Linked DNA regions of Bos taurus: region 1 is linked to region 2. A link is a contact called in public Hi-C data. All regions are on one chromosome and are shown on one strand. The core of a region is the stretch at or near the end of the contact, and the rest is flanking DNA. Distances in the headings are between cores, read along the strand shown.

What was found. A called contact is a pair of places that touch in the nucleus more often than the background predicts.
Region 1: a Hi-C map of skeletal muscle shows a contact between it and region 2, with 2.7 times the contacts expected there. The contact joins the promoter of AUH here to the enhancer-like site in region 2. A contact is called at or near these places in 2 of 11 Hi-C or Micro-C datasets (liver and skeletal muscle).

The regions. Positions count from the first base shown.
Region 1 is chr8:86,501,770-86,506,245 of ARS-UCD2.0, forward strand. It overlaps AUH (AU RNA binding methylglutaconyl-CoA hydratase), which reads left to right and starts at 2,210. Exons shown (of 12, transcript NR_198874.1): 1 at 2,210-2,506.
Region 2 is chr8:86,440,238-86,445,266 of ARS-UCD2.0, forward strand. It overlaps a transcript of NFIL3 not described here. Among named protein-coding and RNA genes, the nearest start is that of NFIL3, 5.8 kb to the right of the region's middle. Within about 2 kb of position 1,399, at least 16 of the 102 cell types and tissues checked have an H3K27ac peak or open chromatin away from gene starts, as enhancers often do. A contact at or near this core is called in skeletal muscle, where this site is marked.

The DNA.
Region 1 (4,476 bases), core at 960-3,459, 62 kb after region 2:
AATATATAATTTTATAAATATTGAAATTAATATTTAATAAATATTATACAGTAAATAATTTAAACAGTAAATAATTAAAAGTATTGTGGTAGTTGAGCTGTAAATTAAATTCTGAGTTTCTCAGCAGAAGTGAACATGATTATAAGAAAAGGGAAAAGATACCAGAGGAAGCAGTTTTTCCTTGGAAGTTCCTTCCTTCAACTTCACGAGATTGCAAAGTGTTACTTTACAGAAGATAGAATAAAAGATGTCCTCAGTGACATTCTCACAGCAGACACAAAAATGGAACCCAGTTGGCTTTATCTTTTTACTTTGTATAAAGCTGAAGGTCTAACATTGGAGGCGTGCGTGCTAAGTCACTTCAGTCATGTCTGACTCTGTCACCCCATGGACTGTATCTCACCAGGCTCCTCTGTCCATGGAATTTTTCAGACAAGAATACTGGAGAGGGTTGCCATTTTCTGCTCCAGGATATCTTCCTGACCCAGGGATTGAACTTAAGTCTCTTGTGTCTCTTGCATTGGCAGGTGGATTCTTTACCACTGTGCCACCTGGCAAGACCACTTTGATGGGCACCTACATTTTAAGTTGATATTCTGCCCGTCTGGTTGAGGGAAAGGCCTCTGTGCTCTAAATCCCACCTCTGCACAAGGTTGGGTTGAGCCTCTTTGTTAAAATGGTGGCACCAGATTACTGGACTCTGGGAAGGGTCGTGCCACTTGCCTGAGTTAGTGGGCTGAGAACTCTTGTTTTCATTGGCTGTTAAACTAAAGAGCCTCTTGATGAGATTAAAAGAAGAGAGTGAAAAAGTTGGCTTAAAGCTCAACATTCAGAAAACTAAGATCATGGCATCCATCCCATCACTTCATGGCAAATAGATGGGGAAACAGTGGAAACAGTGTCAGATTTTATTTTTCTGGGCTCCAAAATCACTGCAGATGGTGACAGCAGCCATGAAATTAAAAGACGCTTACTCCTTGGAAGGAAAGTTATCACCAACCTAGACAGCATATTAAAAAGCAGAGATATTACTTTGCCAACAAAGGTCCATCTAGTCAAGGCTATGGTTTTTCCAGTGTTCATGTCTGGATGTGAGAGTTGGACTATAAAGAAAGCTGAGCACAGAAGAATTGATGCTTTTGAACTGTGGTGTTGGAGAAGACTCTTGAGAGTCCCTTGGACTGTAAGGAGATCCAACCAGTCCATCCTAAAGGAGATCAGTCCTGAGTGTTCATTGGAAGGACTGATGTTGAAGCTGAAACTGCAATACTTTGGCCACCTGATGCGGAGAGCTGACTCATCTGAAAAGACCCTGATGCTGGGAAAGATTGAGGACAGGAGGAAAAGGGGACGATGGAGGATGAGATGGCTGGATGGCATCACCGACTCACTGGACGTGAGTTTGAGTGAATTCCGGGAGTTGGTGATGGACAAGGAGGCCTGGCGTACTGCGGTTCATGGGGTCGCAAAGAGTTGGACACGACTGAGCGACTGAACTGAACTGAACTGAGCTTCATGCCCTTCCTGAACTCCCTATGGTACAAATCACCTATGTTTACAGGCACGTTTAACTGATAACCCACGACTCTTACGGGGCTTTCCTGGAGGCTCAGTGGTAAAGAACTTGCCTACAAATGCAGGAGACGCAGGTTTGACCCTTGGATGGGGAAGATTTCCTGGAGAAGAGAATGGCAACCCACTCCAGTACTCTTGCCTGGGAAATCCCATAGACAGAGGATCCTGTGGGCTACAGTCCGTGGGGTCGCAAAGAGTCGGACATGACTTAGCGATTAAACAATGACAAGACTCTTAACACATGAGAAAACTGGGGTCTCAGGCAGTGCCGCTACCTTGTCAGCCAAACCTGAGACCAAACGTTTCGGTTTACCTTTGCAGCTAACTCAGGACCCCAGAGAGTGCAGGGAGGGGGCTCTCTCCCAGGAATTCTTGTTTCCCTAAAAATATTCCACAGCCTTGGAGAATTACTTTCCCGCTGCCTTGAGTGCACAAGCTAGGACACCTCGTGTCAGACAAGGGAGGCCTGAGCGTGTGGAAACTTCCGTCATCGGTGCTGGGCGGGGCGAGGATTCCCTGTCGGAGCCTGTCAGGAGGAGACCCCGGAGGCGTGGCTGGGCGGGGCGAGCCGGGGGCGGGGCCTGGGCGTGCCCTGCGGCGTGCGCGGGGCTGGCTAGCGCGCGACGGAGGCGGGGCAGCAGCTGCGGGCCCACGCCGTAAACAGACAACATGGCGGTGGCGGCTTCCGCGGCACCCGGGGCCTTGGGCACTTTGCAGGCCAGCCGTGCCCGCTTGGTGGCTGCTTGCTGTGCGCGGCTAGGCCCCAGGTGGAGGCTTCCCGGCTCCTGGACGTGCCCACGGGTCGACTCGACGATATGGGCCCGGGGCTGGACGCCTGCGGCCGGGGGAGCGGCCTGGCAGAGGGGCTACAGCGCAGAGGTGAAGACTGAGGACGAGCTGCGGGTGCGGTACCTGGAGGAGGAGAACCGAGGTGAGGGGTGTGACCCGGGTGACCGTGGGTCCTAGGAAAGGGTCTCAAGGTCGCGTGTTTGGGCTGACGTCAGTGTCTACGGAGAGGCTCGACGAGGGGTGTCCTCCCTTCCCCCACTCATGCTTTACAGCTATTTAGTGCTTTCCATGCCTAAAGAGGGCTTCCCTGGTGGCTCAGAAGGTAAAGAATCTGCCTGCAATGCGGGAGACCTGGTTTTGTCTCTGGGTTCGATCCCTGGGTTGGGAAGATCCCTTGGAGGAGGGCATGGCAACCCACTCCAGTATTCTTGCCTGGGGAATTCCATGGACAGAGGAGCCTGGTGGGCTACAGTCCCTGGGGTGGAAAAGAATCGGACACGACTGAGCAACTAAGCACATGCCTAAAGATGTACTACGGAGCAGCTTACCTGCAAAAGTAGCCCTTGGCGCCAAAGACAGAAATGCAGCTTACGCTTTCATCTTTCGATGAGCCAAGATTAATACATCGGGTGAATGATATTTGCTTCCAGATTTCATTCTTGCTCTGTAATTGCTTTCGGTTAACTCAGCTGTGAAGGGGAGAGTTTTAGAAGCTGCAGTGAAAGTGCACTTTATTATTCTGAATATTCGTCAATTTAAAGCTGTTCATTTGAAAAAAATTTTTTTCTTTTGTTCATTTTATCTTAGAAAGATAGTTTTGTGGACTATTTTCACTTCAATTAGACAATTTTGAGTATTTTCTTGGTTTTCCAGTTCCTTTGCTAAGCTTGGGGATGAGACACAATTGGGGATGATATTGATGTTGCCCTTGAGCTCCTTTAGTGGGAGGAGACAGATGCTTTAGCAAAATAATACAGTGGGAGGAAGGGTAATGATCCAGGGTGTGCGCCAGTCGGTAGGAATGCTGTTAAAGCCCAGCTCCTTTCTCTTGCCTTGTTGGGAGAAGCTAAATGGATCATGAAAGGTGGAAACAGCAGCGTGCCAGAAGAGTAGTCTTCGAATTTTGACATGCAGTTGTTGAGCACCTATAATCTGTTAAACAGACGTGCAAAACCAGTTAAGTCATGTTTGATATCTGTAAGTTGCTAATATATCAAGAGAGATACTGCTGATTAAAAGATTATGCTAACTTTAAAGGCTTGATGAGAGCAAAAGGTTGTAATACCCTCAAGAGGCATATGATCAACTGTATTCAGTGAGATTGGAAGATTCCAGAGGGGAGGTTCTGAAGGTCAAGTTAGGATTTTGCCAGATGCATATGCCGTCCAAGGCGTTCCTTGCAATGGAATTTGACATTACTGAGGCAAACTTCTCTGTGCTTCTATTTTCTTAATGTGTAATATAGAAAAAGTAATACCGACTTTGTATGGCTGCTGTGGAGACTAGATGGGAGTGTGATATTAATTGCCCACTAAGTATCAATCTAGCTCTTAGTGGGTGCTCTGAAGTATATGATGAGTAATTTCATTTATTTATTATTCCTGGCAGAAGAGCATGGTTAAAGGCACGGCATATGAACATGTATGATGTTCTGGGGAAATGACATAGGGCGAATGTGGTTGTAGTATGGCATAACTGCAGAATACTGAGAAATTCAACTGGAAAGTAGATTAGCACTGGAGTGACTAGAGCTGTCCCATCTCTTGGGAGGATTTCAGTTACATTAGGTGTACCAACAGTACATTAGACACAAAAGCATTGCAGGTACAGCTAGTAATATGCACCATATTCTGTATTTTTTTTTAATCTAAATAATGCACCGGAGAAGGCAATGGCAACCCCCTCTAGTACTCTTGCCTGGAAAATCCTGGTAGGCTGCAGTCCATGGGGTCACTAAGAGTCGGATGCGACTGAAGCGACTTAGCAGCAGCAACAGCAGCAGCAAATAATGCACACTGAAAATAAATTTTCATAAAATTTCTGAAAAGTCCTTCAGTTAGATTTCAACTGGATCAAGGGAAAGAAATCAGAGTATAAATTCAGAATGTTTTC
Region 2 (5,029 bases), core at 149-2,648:
AGGGCAGCGTCACAGTTCTCTAAAAGCCATCAGCGAAAAGTGTATTGTTTAAAAAGTTGGCTTCTGTGGGATCAAATCCTATCCACCCCCCTCCCCCGTCCCTAATGGTTTCTTTTGAGTTTCAGGCAGGTCAGTAGCTAGGAAACAGTGAAGTGCTACCTAGGAATACAGGCTCTGGGCTCAGAAAAGCTGGGTCCCAGGCCCTAGTCTTGGGGACTGCTCTGATAGGCCTCCGAGGTAAACTGAGGGAATAAATCCTGTTTATTTAGCTGGAGAGTTGTGGGGAGCTCAGTAAATGCTTCCTGTCTAAGTGACTTAAGTGACCAGGAAGCAGGTATATGTGCGTGTGTATGTGTGTGTATTTTAATATTCATCTTTATTTTTCACTGCCTAAGTCTCTGTGCAGTAAGGGTTGAAGTTTGAACTAAGCCTATAGTTAAAGATTCTTCTTGAAATACTGTGCTTTTGTTGTTGTTGTTGTTCTAGTAATGATTAATTTTTTTCTCAAAACTATTTGCTATTTCATTCAATGGTAATTTTAGTTTGAAGGAAATTCTTGACAGGATTGCAGAACCTCATACTTCCCAAGTCATTGGGTTAATGTTCGGGGGAACTGTTTAAAGGAACAGAGAGAGGTGAGTTGATGGTAGCGTTAATTGTGTAAAAAGGGCCAAACAGCTGTCTTTTTCCAGTTCCCTTGACTTGTTTTGATGGTTTTCCTGGGCCTGGATAATCTCTGGGTCTAAAATTCCAGTCAGAGATCACAGGCTGGTTCGACCTCACAGATGAGCTATCCTGGGAGGCAGTGTGTGCATCCTTTATGGTTAAAACCCTAGGATATGCCCCATGAAACTGTCAGTGGTTGACCTATTAATGTAGAATTAAATTTCATTTGGTTTATCCTTGTAACATAGAACAATGCTTCGCTAAGAATTACAAGAGGCAAAAATTAGGCCTGGAACTAATCATAATTGTTGCCTTGATGCTGCTTATTCTTCAGAAGAGATGATGAGCTAGTACTTACTAAAATGGACCCTGCCTGTGCCAGGCACTGTGTTGACTCTTCTATTATCATCCCCATTTTAGACTTAAGAAAGTGGACCTTAGGAGAAATTGATTAGCAGTCCAGGCCAGGAACCTGAAAAATGGGTTTGTGGGGGAGGGGGGCTCTGTCTCTGTCTCTTCCCTGAGTATGAATGCAAGCTCACTGGAGTTTTTGAAACAATTTCCTTTTCTGTGTTAAAGACTTATCTTTGCTAAGTGCAATTATAACATCACTATGATGCAACAACCTGAAAATTAAAACCCTTTGTTTGGGCCCTTTCCCATGTTGAGCAATGTGCTTGACTCACCAGCTGAGTGGATATTTCTAGTTGACCTTGCTTTGGTCCATAGAGTCAGTTCCGAGATGTGAATGTGATTGCAGCATAGAATGGAAAAGGTGCAGTCATATTGCCGAGGCTTTATTTTTACCCGAGTAAAATCACACATACTTCATTATTTCCATTGTAATCCAGATGGCATTGATGCTGTTCAGAGTTGTTTATTTTTAATTTGTATTAAGGAATGAGAGCACACTTGGGATTCAATTCAAAATATGACAGAAACAATGTAATTGAAGTTTCCTTTAATATTCATTTCTTGTTTTTGTAAGGTATGCCTGTATTTCACAGGGTTAACACATTGTTTGATATCCTGTTATTTTTCTAAATTACATTTGAGTTGATTTTTATCCAGATTGGACTTGTGTGAGAATGTCGAAAGACATTGACCTTTGATCACAGACATTACATAAGAGCTTTTCAGTTTCAAAATGAAGTTATATTACCACCACCCCCAATTATCTCTCAAATTTCATTACAAATAACTTTCTTGTAGTTAAAAAAACACTGTTTCTCATATGGTTTTAATTAGAGTATGCTAGCTTGCTTTTATGATAAGAACGTTTAGTAGAGATTTACTAGATACCTTTCGTAATAATCTGTGCTTTGAGCATTCATTTTCATTGGAAGCAGAATGATGTTTATAAGCCTTTTAGTTCTCAGAACATGGTGTCTTTTATTAATTAACTTTCTAGGGATCTAAAACTGGAATTAAGTAGCCTTCAAATAAACACTAAAAATAAACATTTAAAATAATCTGTTCTACTCATGAGGCACATAGTAAATGGCATTTGTAATCGTCTGCTCACTGGGAAAGAAACTGAACAAGAAATTAAAAAGTCAAGCTGAGGAAAACTGGAATGATTCCTCAGTGTAATTAGGAACATTCACAACCTTGCCCTTTCATACCCTTTTCTCACCCAGCCCTGCGCGCACCCTGTTTTCCCCATCATTGCCACATGTTGCATGTATTCTGGCATTACTTACCTGTTGCAGAAATTTCCTATAACTGGGTTACTTCATGATTATTGGTGTCCCTTAGGATTTCAGATTAGTTGCTAGTTAATGAGAAGTTATCTTTTTGAAAGTTTCAAGAAAACAAATGGTCCCCATTTTGAAGTGACTGCAGATGTTTTTGTTGTTGTTAATGCATTAGTATTTCATCACCCCCACCCTTCCAGTTCCCCTCGCTCAAGCCTTGAAGTTGTTTGGTTGTGTTAGCATCTATGCATTTACCCCCAGCAGTCTTCAGAATATTTCCATTGAGAGCTCGCTTACAAATAGTGGACTCTTTTTATTTAAAAAAATAAAAATAAAAAGTTAGCTTATACTATACTATTTCATATTTCAATCCCGTAAATTATATCAGTGCTATAGTAAAATGCAATGTTGTCATTGTATTTATTAAGTTTAAATCTAATTTTCAAGTAGCCCTTTGTTGAGGATGAGAGAGCAAGGAATTTGAAGTATTTTCATTTATCATAAACTTTCTCTGGTTTTGACACATTCATTTACAGAAGTATCCGAATAGAAAATGTTGGTCAGTTTGTTGCTATGCTAGGATAGATTTTGGCAGAGCGTGTGAGAATCTGTTTATGTGTGTATTCATATCTTGATCAAGTATACATTTCTCTCTGACTTCAGGGTTGAAGTCTATGTTACTAGAGACAGAATTATATTATTAATGGGAGGCATTTATGAGGTTTAACGTAGTTTTCTTAATTGAAAAAAAATTTTATTTTCTAGCCTGATTAGAAGATCCTCGTGCAACTTCAGGGTGTCCCACCCCCAGATTTTATTCTCATCCAGGAAAAGAAAATAAAGCATTTTATTGAAACAATCACATCATGGATTTTACCCACAGGAAGAAAATGTAGGTTAATATTTGCTAGTATTACTAGTTTAAAGAACTGTGAATTGATTCATTAACTTTTATCTTTTTTCACTAAAATGGCACTTGTCTCAAAAATAAGCAGTTGTCTTCCTAGTGGAGAGATGTAGTTTAACATAAAAGATTTTTTTCCTTTAATGGTATCTATACTATATCTCCAAGAGTGTAAACAGCACATTCAGAGAGTAGAGGAAAAATGAGGTAATTTTGTCAAAATATTTCCAAATCATTGGGCATATCAAATAGTACTTCATCTTGTATTGACAGAATGTTAAAATCAGAGATTAGAATAGAAGCAATTTGCAGTCTCTCTCAAGAGATAATAAAATTTTTTCATAGTAGGTTTTAATGTCTAAGCTATTAGTCAGCTTTTAGATGCTTGAAACAAAATGTTTCTTTTCTTGTTTTGTAACAAGTTTAAATTGTCCACTAGTATTTCCCTGAGAGATGTGTTGGAGGCCAGGGAAGATATAGGTCTGTTACTGTAAACATAAGTCATAAGGTCCCTCCTCAAAAAGAAATTAGGACTAGAATTTGTGCTGTAAAGCTTTATTTGTTTAGAGAATTTTCTAAACCAAATTTAATCTTAATTAAAAACATTTAGGTCATCTGACTTAAGTAGAATTTTAAATCTGGGCTTACGAAACAACTCCTGCCTGTAGAAATCTCGTGATGTACTATGAAAAAGCATTAATTAGCAATGGCACGTCCGTGTTAGGTGTGGGAAAATATGTCATTGGAATGTGATGACTCCTGCTCTTAAATTTCTCTTTTTATTTGTGTTTTTAAGAAGCAGCCATATTATCTAATGGGTGTAATGAAACCAATCGTGCTGAACACACCAGCATCATAGAATTGGCATTTAGTGTCAATTACTCACCAGAAAGGAAACTAGCGGTGACTGATTTAACACAGCGTTAGTGGTGATCTGAAAACTTGAGGCAGAGGTGAAATGACTGTTAAATTAATCATAAGGGAAAACACTGGAATCTGAAATAAAGGTATTAGTTGAACATAAATACTGATGTTTTTAGAAAGCACTGCAATCCACCTTTGCATGCTCTTTAAATGTATTGTTGAAAGGCACAGATAGATTCTCTCCCCTCAACATCTCTGCCCTCTAGTGCTGCATGATCTTGGGAAAGTCCCTCAGTCTTCTGTGTTTTAACTGTACCCTATTCCCATGTTGAAAATTGATATATTTTGGGTTTGTGAAAAAAAAAATCGCAGATGACAGTGCCAACAGCTGTAACTTTTCTTTTCTTCTATTTATTTTAGCATATAGGATTGCCAGGAGATTAAAATTTTAGAGACAGATGAAAATTTAGAATGCTTTCTCAATTCATTAAATAATCACAGATATAAAACAACTCTGAGGAAGATGGAGAAAAGTTCCAGATGGTACCTTTGTTGTCTGAAAGAAGTTCTGGCCACATCTAATAGTGCTTTGCTGCCCCCAAATCACTTAGTTGCTGCTGCTGCTGCTGCTAAGTCGCTTCAGTCGTGTCCAACTCTGTGCGACCCCATAGACGGCAGCCCACCAGGCTCCCCCGTCCCTGGGATTCTCCAGGCAAGAATACTGGAGTGGGTTGCCATTTCCTTCTCCAGTGCATGAAAGTGAAAAGTGAAAATGAAGTCGCTCAGTCGTGTCCAACTCTTAGTGACCCCAGGGACTGTAGCCCACCAGGCTCCTCCATCCATGGGATTTTCCAGGCGAGAGTACTGGAGTGGGGTGCCATTGCCTTCTCCAAAATCA